2 separate regions of the Mus musculus genome follow, and region 1 is linked to region 2. The links are chromatin contacts, called in public HiChIP or PLAC-seq maps. All regions are on one chromosome and are shown on one strand. The core of a region is the stretch at or near the end of the contact, and the rest is flanking DNA. Distances in the headings are between cores, read along the strand shown.

Region 1 (6,169 bases), core at 2,507-5,006, 100 kb before region 2:
TCCTGTAGCAGGGGGTCTTCACTCATGCCTGAAGATGTTTCTTGTCCCGGGTTTCGGCACCATTTCTTACACGCGCTCAACTGGCCAGGAAGAACGACGCTGCTACAGGATCCTTCTGCACACATTTATTCAGTCCTGTTTCTTCTTTCTCCATATATCTCCCTTGTTTATATCTCCCTCGTTTTTATATCTCCCTTGTTTATATCTCTCCCTTGTTTATATCTCCCCTGTTTGTATCTCTCCCTCGTTTATATCTCCCCCGAACCCTGGGCCTCTCACTCCTTTTATACTCTCTCTCATCCACGCACCGCAGGCCACGCCCCCTCGCCAGTCACGAGGCTTCAGCTAATCAGGGCAGCAGGGGCAAATCTCCACCAAATTGGATTCACCTGTATCCTGGTACACATGCGCAGCACTCAAGATGTTTGTGTCTTATATGAGGAAGTCAGGTGCAAGTCATATGACTTAGCTGCAGTCCCTGGCGCCTTTAGGACTGCCGCCACACCCGCTCCCCACAAAAAAAGACTCTGAGATCAGACCAGGTGCCTCGAAGGACCAGAAACCAGACCAACTGTCCGAAGAAGCACAGACCACGCCAAGTACCTGGAAAGGACACTCTCCAACTTGCTGAGCTGCCTGCAGGCTGTGCAGTATGCTCTAAATTCCCAACTTTGTAAGTTGTCATTGTGCTAGGGTGGGCTTTGATGGTACAGCTGTCTTTGAGTCATTTCTGCTCCTGAAAGTAACTCCTCACCCATATTCCTGTAAGTAACCCCATTAAAACTCATTGGTTCAGCAAACTAGATTTTGGTGGTATCTGTACTTTGGTCTGTGTGGCTTCCTTATCTGGGGTGAGTAGCTGTGTGTGCTGCATCTCCCCAGGGTAAGTTTTGTCACTCAACAGTAACCCCAGTGAAACTCAGATCTTGGTGTTATCTGTCCTGTGGTCTGTTATGAGCTCCCTGTCTGAGGTGAGTAGACTCTTAGGTGGCATCTTCCTAGGAAAAGTTTTGTCACATACAAAACTAGTAGGCTAGGCTCCATCCTCCTGCCTCAGCAGTATGGGCACATACAACCCTACCTAGTCCCTGGCAGTAATTCTTTACCACCATGGGCCTTGTAAGGTGGGGTTGTGTAGAGCCATTTGTAGTACATGATTTGAGTTTCTCCGCTCTACCACCCTTAGCCATGCCTGTGCAGACCTTGTTCCCATTTCTCTCAATTCAGAGTGCTCAGATATGCTATGAGCTTTGGTTTTCTTACTACAGTGTCGGAGCTGTGTCCCTAGCTGGCAGGGGATCACAGGAAGGCCAACTGCTACTCCCTCCCAAACCTATCTCTGATCTGACACCTTGTGCCTACAACCTTGGGCTGAGTTTGGAGCTCAGTTTATGATGTCTCACTAGACACCAGGTATAGCCCCAGCCAAACTCAACCAAACTTATGGTCCAGCTTCACTGGGGTATCTGGTCTCTTCTCTCTTGGCTCAACAAATATTCACAGGCATCTCTGTTTCTGACCCAACAAATGTTCCCAGGCATTGCTGTCTGCAGCCAGGACTTGACACAAGTCAGAACCACAAGTAAATAAGAACAGTCCCACAGATTACATCCTAACTAGGATAAGTCTATCTAGGGGATGGGTATTAGTAGGATGAGCAGCCAGAGGCAAGGTCACCTAATCTCCAATCTTGTTATCATTGGCCAGAGCAACCATGAGAAGGGGTGTGTGGGTAGGGGTGGGGGGCTGCACACATTCATGTTCAGAAATGGCCATGGACAGGCATCAGGGGCCAAAGATGCTAAGAAACTGTGGTCTGAGATGCCTGAAGAACAGGACTAGCAGACGAGCCAGAGAGCAGTCCTGTTCCATGCTGGAGCTCAGTTTCCCCATCTGTGCAATGGATGTGAAAGCAAGACCGGGATGGGGATTGGCAGGTGCCGGCTGGTTAACCTGCCCTTCTGCCTTTGCCTGGTGTGTAGGAGGCTTGTGCTTAGCAGCCCAGATGGACAGAATGGGGGTGCTACTTGTCATCCTTTTGCTCAGAGCCTCTCAGCTAAGCACATTTACACCAATTATTAGTAATAGTTGCTGTATATTTTCAACTTATCTTTCTTTTTCTTTAAGACAGGGTTTATGTAGCCAAGGCTAGACTTGAACTCTTTGTTTAGCCAGCCAAGGATGACCTTGAACTCCTGATTCTCCTGCTTCATCCCCCCCCCCCCCAAACAACAAAAGTTTGGGGGATATTTTTGCATGTGGCTAAAATTTGCATTCTCCTACTCTATAGGGCCCCTGGTCTTCTGTCTTTTTTTTTTTTTTTTTTTTTTTTTTTTTTTTTTTTTTTTTTTTTGAGACAGGGTTTCTCTGTATAGCCCTGGCTGTCCTAGAACTCACTCTGTAGACCAGGCTGGCCTCGAACTCAGAAATCTGCCTGCCTCTTCCTCCCAAATGCTGGGATTAAAGGCGTGTGCCTGGATTGTTATACCTTAACGTTTCAGTAGCTATGTCTGTGTCACTTCTGAAGGCTCAGAGATAGATTTGTGGCCTCAGTCCTGCAAAGTAAAAGCAAGGGCAGAGGCAGCAAGAGAGCTGACTACACGTGTCCAGGCTTTTAGATCACCCTGCTGATGCTGAGCTCTGTCAGCCTGGCCCTGAGCTGCTTCCTATGCATAGAGCAATGCCCTGCTACTCTGAGTTAGCAGTTCACCCATCACTGGCAGAGGCAAAGACAGCTCAGAGCTCAGAGATTAACAGTGACCTATTCCCAGTCACACAGCAGTGGTGTGGCAGGGCCTCCTTGCTAGGAACTGTGCTTTCAACCACTGCATATAGGGTGTATCTAGACTGGGAGGGGGGGGCAGTTTCCAAATGGGAAGGCAGGAAAGAAGGAATAGTTTCTCCAGCCTACTCCATAGATCCTTATAGATCCTTTTCCCCACTAATGACAAGGTGCAGTTGCCTGCCTGGCTTTTTCCTACTTGGTCTGCGTGAGAACATCTGGGCAGGGCCTGGCCTCGGGGTCCTGGTGGCTTCTCCTTCTTTTCTGAGGATTAAGATTATGGCTATTCTCAAAGCAGCACTACATAGTTGGGGCAGCCCCAAAGGTCACACCACATTTCCTTGTATACACAGCACTTTCAAATCTTAGGAGGAATAGGAATCTCTCCTTCAGTGAGTAATGCAAATGAAGTGGGAGTATTCTATCCATTTTTTTTTTAAACAGCTGAGAGAAATGAGGTTCAGACAGGAAATTGAGGAAACAGAGTGTGGACGCATTCTGACCTGACCCCTCTCATGAGACCCTGGCAGAAGTCTTAAGATAGTAATGTTATGCTTGTTAGCTCTAGCGAGCTGGTTGGAAAGTGAAGGCCCTGAGGGAGGCAATGTCAACTCTTCAGAGGCGGAGCTAGGATTTGTTTGGACCACGGCACTGGAGACCACACATCCAGCGAGCTCATCCCAGTCTCAGATTTGGACATTTTGTTCCAAATGATCAGCTGATGCTGGCATAGACTGTGATGCAGGCTAGGAGCCATCAGACTACTGGGGACAGTTCCCAGCTTGGTGGCAACTTTTTTCTCTCTACATTTTTTTTTTTTTTAAACAAGCAGGAAGTGATTTGTTACTGCGTATAAAACATGGGTGAAAGGGCCTGGGGTAAAAACCAACCCGATTCAAGCATGAATTCAGTGAGTATTCTGAGCTGATTCAATCTCAGCAAATAAGGGAGGCATAAGTAGGAACAGAGGCTTAGCACAGTTCACTGTCTTTCACGAAGGGTGTGAATGAGCCACGGTCCTGGGAGAACTGCTGTTTTAGTGCATGATTAAACCACAGTTGGAGAAGAAAGGCATCAAGTGAAGTTCTTTGGTCTGGAGAAACGATATGTACTATGCAACATATACCCCGGCCAAACAATGGCCTTGCCGCCTCAGAGGGCTACCTGAGGAGAGAGGGGTTTGTGGAAAGAAATGGAGCAGCCCAGGCAAGATCACCACTTTCCCAGACAGCTTCAGTACCTCAGAAGGGAGATTTGACAAGCAAATTCTCTTTTGCTTGTTTTTCTGTTTGTTTTGAGACAGGGTCTCACTGTGTAGCTCTGGCTATCCTGGAACTCACTATGTAGACCAGGCTAGCCTTAAACTCCAACTGCCTCTGCCTCTCTAATGCTGGATTACTACCACCCCTTCTATTCTTTGTTTTTTTTTTTTTTTTTTTTGGTTTTTCGAGACAGGGTTTCTCTGTATAGTCCTGGCTGTCCTGGAGCTCACTTTGTAGACCAGGCTGGCCTCGAACTCAGAAATCCACCTGCCTCTGCCTCCCGAGTGCTGGGATTAAAGGCGTGCGCCACCACGCCCGGCTCACCCCTTCTATTCTTAACACACAGGGTAGATGCTACAGTTAACCCAATGGAGGAGCCTCATGTGGGTGAGAGGTCAGCTGACAGCACACAAACTGTCCTTGGTTGCTAGCATAAATCCTACCTTTGGGTCTGAGTACCCAAGATAAGTTCCTGTCTAGCAGGAACCGTGGAATTGCTTCTTCTTCCTCTTCCTGTGTAGGAGTCAAGGTTAGGTGTTTTCAGGCTCTTGGTCTCATATCCAAAGAACTGAAAATAAGGACTCACACTGATTTGCAAAAGAAGCAAGATCAGACATTATCATACAGATTAAAAGGAATATACTGTCAAGACTGATGCTGGGCCTCATGGGTGAGGATATTCAAGGGACTTCCTCTTATGGGGGACAAAAGCAGAAAGAATGAGGGGGCAAAAGGGTGAAATTTGTGATTCTCTTTTCTTTGTTGTTTCTATCTACAGAGTGAGTGCCTTTCCATGATATATCTGCGTTTAATCATATATGTTGCCAATTATGCATATACATAAAATGGTAAAAACCCAAAAACCTAAAAGTTTACACCAGGACATAGTTTTGCCTTGTAGCACATCTATCACAACTAGTTCGGGCCCAATAGGTCTTTCTATGATTTATACTGGATACCTTGGAAACATATTGGAGTAGAAACTGTCTAAGGTTAACTTTTGTTATGGGTGGAAAGACTTATACTGTTGGTTAGAAAGAGGTGTACTTGTAGCCCGATGTAGGTGGGGGTTTGAAGCTGCTAGATACATTGTTTGGACAATGGTGTGTGTGTGTGTGTGTGTGTGTGTGTGTGTTTTACAGGCAAAAGAGCTAGACTGTCAAAAGTGCTGTGCTTTGTCACAAGGAACTGGGAGGAACTGGGACGGTTTGAATTCAAACCCAGTAGAGCCCTAGATTGCTACTTTGTTCTCTGTTTCTCTGCCTCAGTACCCAGGACCCTCCCCACAATTGAGCTATGTTTTCTGCTCCTCTCCCTTTTATTTGGGAACAAGGATTCACCTAAGTACTTAGGCAGGTCTTGAGCTGGGCTCCTAAACACTGGGACCACAGGCCTGCACCACCAGGCATGGCTGGAACTGTTCTTGAACTCACCTGGAGAACACATCTGCACAGGAGGGTGAAGACAAATTGGATGGTGGCATGCAGCACTGCCTCTAGGAAGAGGATGCAGGGGACACCATTCTTGGTCCCATGGAACTTTTAGTGATGCCAAGGCATTCAGAACAAGGCCATAGAGGCCAGGGTGTGACTCTGGACTAGATACCTGCTTAGGCATGTGCAAGGATCTGGGTTTCATATCCAAGGCTGAGGGGGAAAAAGACAAGAAAAGCAAGCCACTCCTTCTTACACTGCACTGGTACGGAAAAGCTCTGAGATGCACTTCTGGAAGACACAAGCCGGAGGCTGCACACACAGAGCACCACTCCACATGTGTGGGGGTGCAGACCATGCAGCCATCCTGCCTCAACTGTTCCATCAGCTATACCACGTATGTGACCATGACCTCCTGGGATTGTAGCACCAGCTGACATCTTAGCGTCACAGCTCTTAGCTTGTATAAGCATGGACTATGATGTTTGTACAGACTAGACCAGGCAGAGGAGGGCTTTGTTTGTGTAAGACGAGGCTGTTGTTCAATTCCCTGCCCTCTGCCTCCTGAGTGATGATGGAGTTAAAGGCTCAAAGGTGTGGGTCACTATGCTCCATTTTGGGGGACATTTAAAAAAAATTCTCAGTTATTTCTAAAAAGAATTATTTTAATTTTTACATGGCTGTGTTTCTTG
Region 2 (6,892 bases), core at 1,648-4,147:
CTGCAGTAAGGAAACTGCTGAGGTGGGGTGCAAAAGCTGGCAGCTAGAAGGTAGCTTCTGGCTTTCAGCTGTCGTGAAGGGGTAGAAGCAACTTGGAGTTTTTAATGGATTTCAGCCAGATCCAGGCTAGGATGGCTCAGCCACAGAAAGGCCTGGAGGGCTGCTGACAGCCTAGCCTCAGGTGGAATGCATCAGGGCGTGGCTGTATGTGGGACAGGGATTTGCCAGGGCATGGCTGGTGCTCAGGAATTGTGGGTAAAGCGTGGAGGGAGAACATGGACCCTTGGGACTTCAGGGGAAAGATGGGGCCTGCTTGGGCCAGCCCCTCAGGCCCGACGAATTTTCATCTCCGTGCGCTTGAGGGAGTAATAGAAGCCTTTCCATTGGGCCCAATTGATGCCATTGGCATAGGAGAGATGGGAACCACCCAGGTAGAAACCGTTGAGATTGGCGAAATGGCAGCTTCGGAACCAGAAGGCTCCTGAGGAGAGGGCTGCACAGTTCTGCACGAAGAGGTCCTGGTCCCGATCAAAGGTGGAGAACTTCTGGCCACTGTGGTAGGACAGTGAGTCACCTGGCAAGAGGGAGGAAGACTAGAAAAACTGAGGCCAGGAGCTGAGAGGATGACAGCACTTGATGAATGACTCTTGGGATGACATGATGTGGCATCCTATCGGATGGGGGGCACCCTCCCTGAGCCACAAAGAGAACAGCTGTTCTTCTGCAGAGCTGCCTGGAGCAGGGCCACTTGGAGCAGGGCCAGGGTGGCTGTTCCCTGGGGCTGAGGTTCCTGTAGCTGAAGTTGGTCTGTGGAGAGCTATGACTCTTCTACACCCAGAAGGGTTGAGGGAGGGGCCTTAGGAACCAATGGAGCAGGGCCAATCCTACGTTACTGACCCCAATCCCTACTGACCCCACTCCCTACTGACCCCACCCCCTCCCCCACCACTGCCCCTGAAGAAGTTGAGAGAGGTACCCGCCCCACCCCCTACTGATCCTACCCCTTACTGACTCCCCCTACCCCCCCCCCCCCCGCCACTGCCCCTGAAGAAGCTGAGAGGGGTACCTGCCCCGCCATCCTCGAAGCCAGCCACGTAGAGGGTATAGCCATCCTCCTCAGCACTGATGGCGTTGGGGGAGATGGAGAAGTCAATGTACTTGGCATAGGCTGTGTTGTTCTCAAAGTCTTCCAAGTCCACGCGCAGCTCATACTTCTGCTTCAGTGTCAGGAGGTGCAGGTTCTGCAGCCCTAGGGACGGGTGGCAGCCGGTCAGCAGAGACTTGGCTGAGGGGCAGCCCCCACCCCATGGCCCCACCTTACCCAGCCAGTACTCCCCGTCAGCACGGCCAAAGCCCAGCTTGTAGTCGCTCCAGCCCCGGAAGAAACTCACTGAGCCGTTGAATCTTTTCTGGAAAACCTGGAAACAAGTGGACAAGGGGCTGGATGATGGAGGTCCAGTACCCTAGGGTGACTCTTAGCCATTTTGTTAGGGAACTGCTAAAACAGAACACACTCTCTGGCTCCAGGCCTCTCATTGAACATCTGCTGCTGAGAAGGGGGTATCTACCAGGCCCCTTGTCTGCTGAGAGACAGGAAGGGGAAAAGATTAAGAGGGAGCTGGGACCTGTAGACATAGCTTAGTGGCAAAGCACCCACTTAGCTTAGAGGCCCTGGGTTCCATCCCAGCACTGCATGATAAAACCAGCAGGAGGGCCGGGCGTGGTGGCCCACGCCTTTAATCCCAGCAATCGGGAGGCAGAGGCAGGCAGATTTCTGAATTCAAGGCCAGCCTGGTCTATAAAGTGAGTTCCAGGAGAAACCCTGTCTAGAAAACAACAACAACAACAAAAAAACCCAAAACCCATCAGGAGGATCTAGAATACTTGGCTGTGAGTTCATTACTGTGCCCGCCAAGGCTATTAATGCTACTTACCTGGGCTCGCAGTTCCTCATTTAGACAAGGCACCAACCTACCGCTGTGAGGACAGCATGCATTAGCTTCCTCAGGCAAGTAAGTGCTAGCAGCCCTGGATCCAGTCCCCATGAAGATGAAAAATCCACTTCACAGAGATGACAGCCGGGATCGCGCAGCTGCCTGAACCCCATCTGGCCTGAGGCCCCTTTGCCTACTCACCGTCCACTTGCCGCCCTCAGTTGTCATGTCGCAGAAGACGGGCACCGGCACACTGGGGCCATAGGGGTAGATGAGATACACGCCGTCTTCCTGATAGCCCTGGGCGTAGATATCATCACAGTCCAGGGGTTGCTGAAGACAGGACTTCTCCAGAGCTGCGAGTGGCAGTGTGGGGACCGTGAGGAGAAAGACTAAGGCATAAGGACACCCCCCTCCATATCCCAGTTTTGCTCCAGGCCTAAGGGACTCTATCAGGAGAAATCTGGAGATTTCTCTAGGGGGATACCTGCCACTTTGTAGAGGAGGAAGCAGTCCTGCAGAGCCTCACTTAGAATGGCCTCATCCAGCCTGCTGACCAGGCCGTGTCTGTGAATGGGGGCTGCTTACCATCTCCCCGGATCCCAGAGGCTTGCGGGGCGCAGGGGGGAGGCATGGAGAGCAGCATCAGCATCAGTGGCAGGGCTGGGAGGGCCTGGGGATGGGAAATGGGGTGAGTGTAGCCCCCAACATGGGCCAGACGCCTCCCACCTCCCAGGGCTCTCCCTGCCTGAACTCTGCCCTCTGTCTTTTTTACCCCCTCTCAACTTTCAGAGGAAGGCCCAATATCCCCAGAACTTAAGTTTCAAGAGAACTCCACTGAGCTTCGCTGTTCCCTATCTGGCAAGTGGCTTGTCTCCACAAATGGTCTTGATCCTCCAGGCCAGTACCTTCATGGTGTCAGCTCAGTTGAGAGAGGCTGGCTGTCTGGGGCCCCAGACTGCAGCCGCCCACAGTTATGTGTTGGGTCTGAGCCCACAGACCCAGCTCCGCCCCTGGAACTGCAGAATGCCCCCCACCCCCACCCCAACAACCGGCCCCCGGCATCAGCTTACACTGTCAGGGGCCAGAGGACCACCTGGGTCTCATTAGGCCTGTCAGAGAAGCACTGTGAACCAGACATTAACTCCTTACCAGCCGCAACTGTACCCTGGACCCCACTCTGCCTCCTGCCCTGCTGGACTTGTGGGTCCTTTGGCAACCCCCGCTGGCCTCTGCTCACCCCTCTGTTTCCTGACAGGCCCTCTGCAGATGTCTGCTTTCCTAACTAGTCTGCTCAAGAGGTGTCCCTGGGACTGAGACAGGGGTCTTCACTTGGCAATGGGAAGGCTAGGGGAGACGGTCCCAAAGCTCCCTATGAGGGAGCTGCCTGGCCTGGGAGGAGACAGGGCCAGCAGGGGCCCGAAGTCTCCTGGCAAGCTTGGGACATTTCTGAGCCATGAGCAGAAAGATACAGGCGGCCAGCAGCTCTGTCTGCCTCGACTGGAGCCAGGGCCCTCTCCAACTCCTTCCCAGCCCCCTCCCCTGCTGGGTGTCTGTACCCCCCACTCTTTCCCCTCCTACAGTTCCCTGGACCATCTGGGGTGCTTTTGTTTCTCCTCGCTCGGCCCCTCCTCCCTTCTAAGCCCATCTGCTCTCACCGCCGCCCGCCCGCCCGGCTGAGCCTCTCGAGCCCTCTCTCCTCCATCCTGGCTGAGCCCAATGCTGCTTTCCTTGTCCACCTTAAGCCTGGTTTCGGTGTGCCTCCCGCCACCCTGGCCACCCAGTCTCTTCTGATTTTGCTCTCTCCTCCTCCTCCCATTCTCTGTCGGCTGCAAGAGTGTCCCAGGTGCCTGATCTGTGTTCCCCTGTTTAAGCCTCCGGTGGCTCTCCATTCCTTCACGGCTGAGGCCAACATTTCCGACTGGGACTTGAAAGGAATTACCAGTCTGGCTCGACCTCCCTTCAAGCCCGTGCTCCTCGTGACTCCCTACACTTTGTCTGGCTACCCAGACTCCTGGCCAGCAGGCCCCTGGGCCTTTGCCTGGGCTGTTCCTCGTGGCGCCCACCGGCCTTTCCTTTTGTCTCTGAGTGCTAGTGGGTAGTGCTCATTGCCTCCCAGTTCTGCACACTCAGCACCCATCATAAAGCGTATGGATTCACCAAAGACAGATTTTTGTTTTTTTTTTTTGAGCACCTACTATGTGTTACACAATATGTTTGCTGCTGGGGATGCAGAATCAGCCCCTGGAGTGGCCTACGTGTTTTGGACAAAGAACCAAAAATGCCTTGAAGGGACACAAATGTAACAGGTGAGCATGTGAGAGATCCAGAGCAAAGAGATGGCTTAGATCCTTTCTCTCCATCCCTGGAAAAGGAGAAAAGACCCACGAAGAACCCCATTGGGCCTCCTTGACAGTGCCCACACCAACTTGTCCAAGCTGACCTGGAACTCACTCTGTAGACCAGGCTGGCCTCGAACTTAGAAATCCGCCTGCCTCTGCCTCCCAAGTGCTGGGGTTAAAGATGTGTTCCACCACACCCGGCCCAAAGGAGAAATCTTAACCTAATTAAATTCAATGTGAATTTGAGCAATTATAAACAAAGCAACACAAAACAAAAGTGATTTGCAAATTGGGCGGTCCAAGGCGAATTCAGACAACTCCCAGTAATAATAGGATCTGACAGCACTGAGAGGGAACGAGCGTGTGCAGAGACCGCTTAATTGGTTACAGCTTAGTTCCGTAATTGGTTTCAGAGCCGCCTGAAGTTAGTTGGAGTCAGAGTCAGTGCAGGAGCTGAAGCTGAACCAGGGGCCTCCCACAAATGCTATCTGGTGGACTGTAGTCATTAGTTAGCCAGATTCGCTCATCATCGTCATAAACATCCGATGGTTCTCCTTCGAGTGGGTTGTAGTCAACACAGTTTTCACCCTTGTCTGTGGAAGGCAGAGTTGGCCTCCTCACGATAATCACTCTTGCGTTAGTCCAGATTTTTAGCTGGCTCATTGTCCAGTCTCTCATGTGGCTGGGTGAGGTCACAGGTCTGAATTTTGGCCAATAAGATGCAAATGGAAGATGGATGGATCTTGGTTTTTCCTTCTGCTTCTGAAGCTGAGGGAGGGAGACCTAGCTGCTGCCTGGAACATGGGGATGAGGCCTTATGTGGGGAATGGCTGAGGTGAGACAGATAGACGCATGGTCCCTTCCTGCTGTGTGGAGTGGGTCTCAGGCCGGGCCTGCACCATCCTACCCTAAACCTTCTGTAGAAGAGAAAGAAACGTTCATCTAGTTGAAGCGTGTGGATTGTTCTTATAACACAAGTTGTCTCTAATTCTAATATTTCCTTCAACAAATACTAGCATAAAGCTACAGAAAGGCTGGCACACGCCTTTAATCACAGCACTTGGGAGGCAGAGGCAGGCAGATTTCTGAGGTCCAATCCAGCCTGGTCTACAGAGTGAGTTCCAGGACAGCCAGGACTACACAGAGAAACCCTGTCTCAAATAACAACAACAACAACAAAAGTTACAGAAAGGAAACTAAGGGTGTGTGTGTGTGTGTGTGTGGGGGGGGGGGTTATCGCAACAAATAAAACACACCTAAAGTTCAATAACAGAAACTTTTGAGGACATAACTAACAACTGTAGGAGTGAAAACTACAAAATGAATGAGCAGAGCTATAATATTTCATTAAAGCATTATAGATTTCTTTTGGTGGTAATGTGCGCCTGTGCTGTCCAGGGAGGTACTCTGCCGGCAGGTGTCCTTCCAAATAAATGCTAAGAGTTAGATCTATGAATTAGGGCAACTCCTTCTGAAGAGAAATGTGGTAGCAAATACAAGCAGTCAGTACTCCTCTGAAGATGTTGAAAGAATCACCCAGCCCACTAACAGGTTTTGTGTGTGTGTGTGTGTGTGTGTGTGTGTGTGTGTGTGTGTGTGTGTGTATGTGTGTGTGAAGATGACAGAAAGTTGGGAGACAGGCAGGCACACTTAGGGATGATATCAGTGAGGTAGTAATGGGTGGGCATACTCAATATATATTGTATGAATATATGAAACTTTCAGATTATAAATATTACTTTTATACAAACAAACAAGAAATGAGGCTGGAGAGAGTGCTCAGCGGTTAGCAGCGTTGACTGCTCTTGCAGAGGACCCAGGTTCAATTCCCAGCACTCACATGGCAGCTCCCAACTATCTCCAATTCCAGTCCTAGGGGGTCTGATGCTCTCTCTGGCCTCTGTGGGCAACTGGCACACATGGTACACAGACACACACGGTACACAGGCACACACGTAGGCAAAATACTCCTACACATAAGAATAAGAAAATAAGGCCTGCCTGCAGCCATGTGGGGCAGGCAGGTAGAAGACACCCAGAAGCCCTGTGGCCTTCCTGCTGTAGGAACCACCAGGATGTTCAGGCGTGTGGTGAAAAGGGGAGGGGGAGGAAGAGATGGAAAGTTTTGAGCACAGTGGGGGGAGGAGTGGAGCTGGAGATGCAAGGGTAGATAAGAGTGGCTTGCTCTGCTGTCTGGGGCCATGGTGAGGTCGCAGCCTGTGCTGCTCTTGTGGGTCCTGTCTGGGTTTGTGATCGTGCAGTGGCAGGGGTCTGTGTCGGTGCCTGTGGCTCATGCTGCTGCTGAGGGCCATGCGGGTGTGCCTGGTCTGGGCTGCTGCCCGGAGCAGTGTGGATGTGTGTGTGTGTGTGTGTGGGGGATGTGGGGGGGTAGAGGCTGTGCAGATCTGGCCCCATCCCTCACTTGCTGCAGCACTTGGGGAAGTGGGCCTTGGGCCACAGTAGGACAGCAAAGTAGAGCTAGCCCTTGGGGATGGGGGAGCATGGGAGAGCACCCCCCCTCCCCGCCAAGTCCAGAAAGTTAGAAAGCTGGCCCTGCCTCTTGCCAGTGTTGGCATTGGGTAAGCTAGTCAGGGCAGTGCTGGAGAGCTGGCCCTG

What was found. HiChIP or PLAC-seq counts read pairs in DNA pulled down with a chosen protein or histone mark.
Region 1: an H3K27ac HiChIP or PLAC-seq map of heart atrium shows a contact between it and region 2, with 5 read pairs. The contact joins the enhancer-like site here to the promoter of Mfap4 in region 2. A contact is called at or near these places in 1 of 39 promoter capture datasets (liver), 7 of 115 datasets of contacts at active chromatin or transcription factors (bone marrow-derived macrophages, craniofacial prominence, embryonic stem cells and 3 more) and 3 of 9 other capture datasets (adipose tissue, liver and pancreatic islet).

The regions. Positions count from the first base shown.
Region 1 is chr11:61,587,973-61,594,141 of GRCm38.p6, reverse strand. No RefSeq gene overlaps it. Among named protein-coding and RNA genes, the nearest start is that of Epn2, 11 kb to the right of the region's middle. Within about 2 kb of position 3,756, at least 40 of the 459 cell types and tissues checked have an H3K27ac peak or open chromatin away from gene starts, as enhancers often do. A contact at or near this core is called in adipose tissue and heart atrium, where this site is marked.
Region 2 is chr11:61,481,436-61,488,327 of GRCm38.p6, reverse strand. Mfap4 (microfibrillar-associated protein 4) reads right to left here and starts at 2,897. Exons shown (of 6, transcript NM_029568.3): 1 at 2,843-2,897; 2 at 2,523-2,607; 3 at 2,136-2,290; 4 at 1,322-1,418; 5 at 1,067-1,249; 6 at 1-574. The coding sequence starts at 2,848. The coding sequence ends at 327.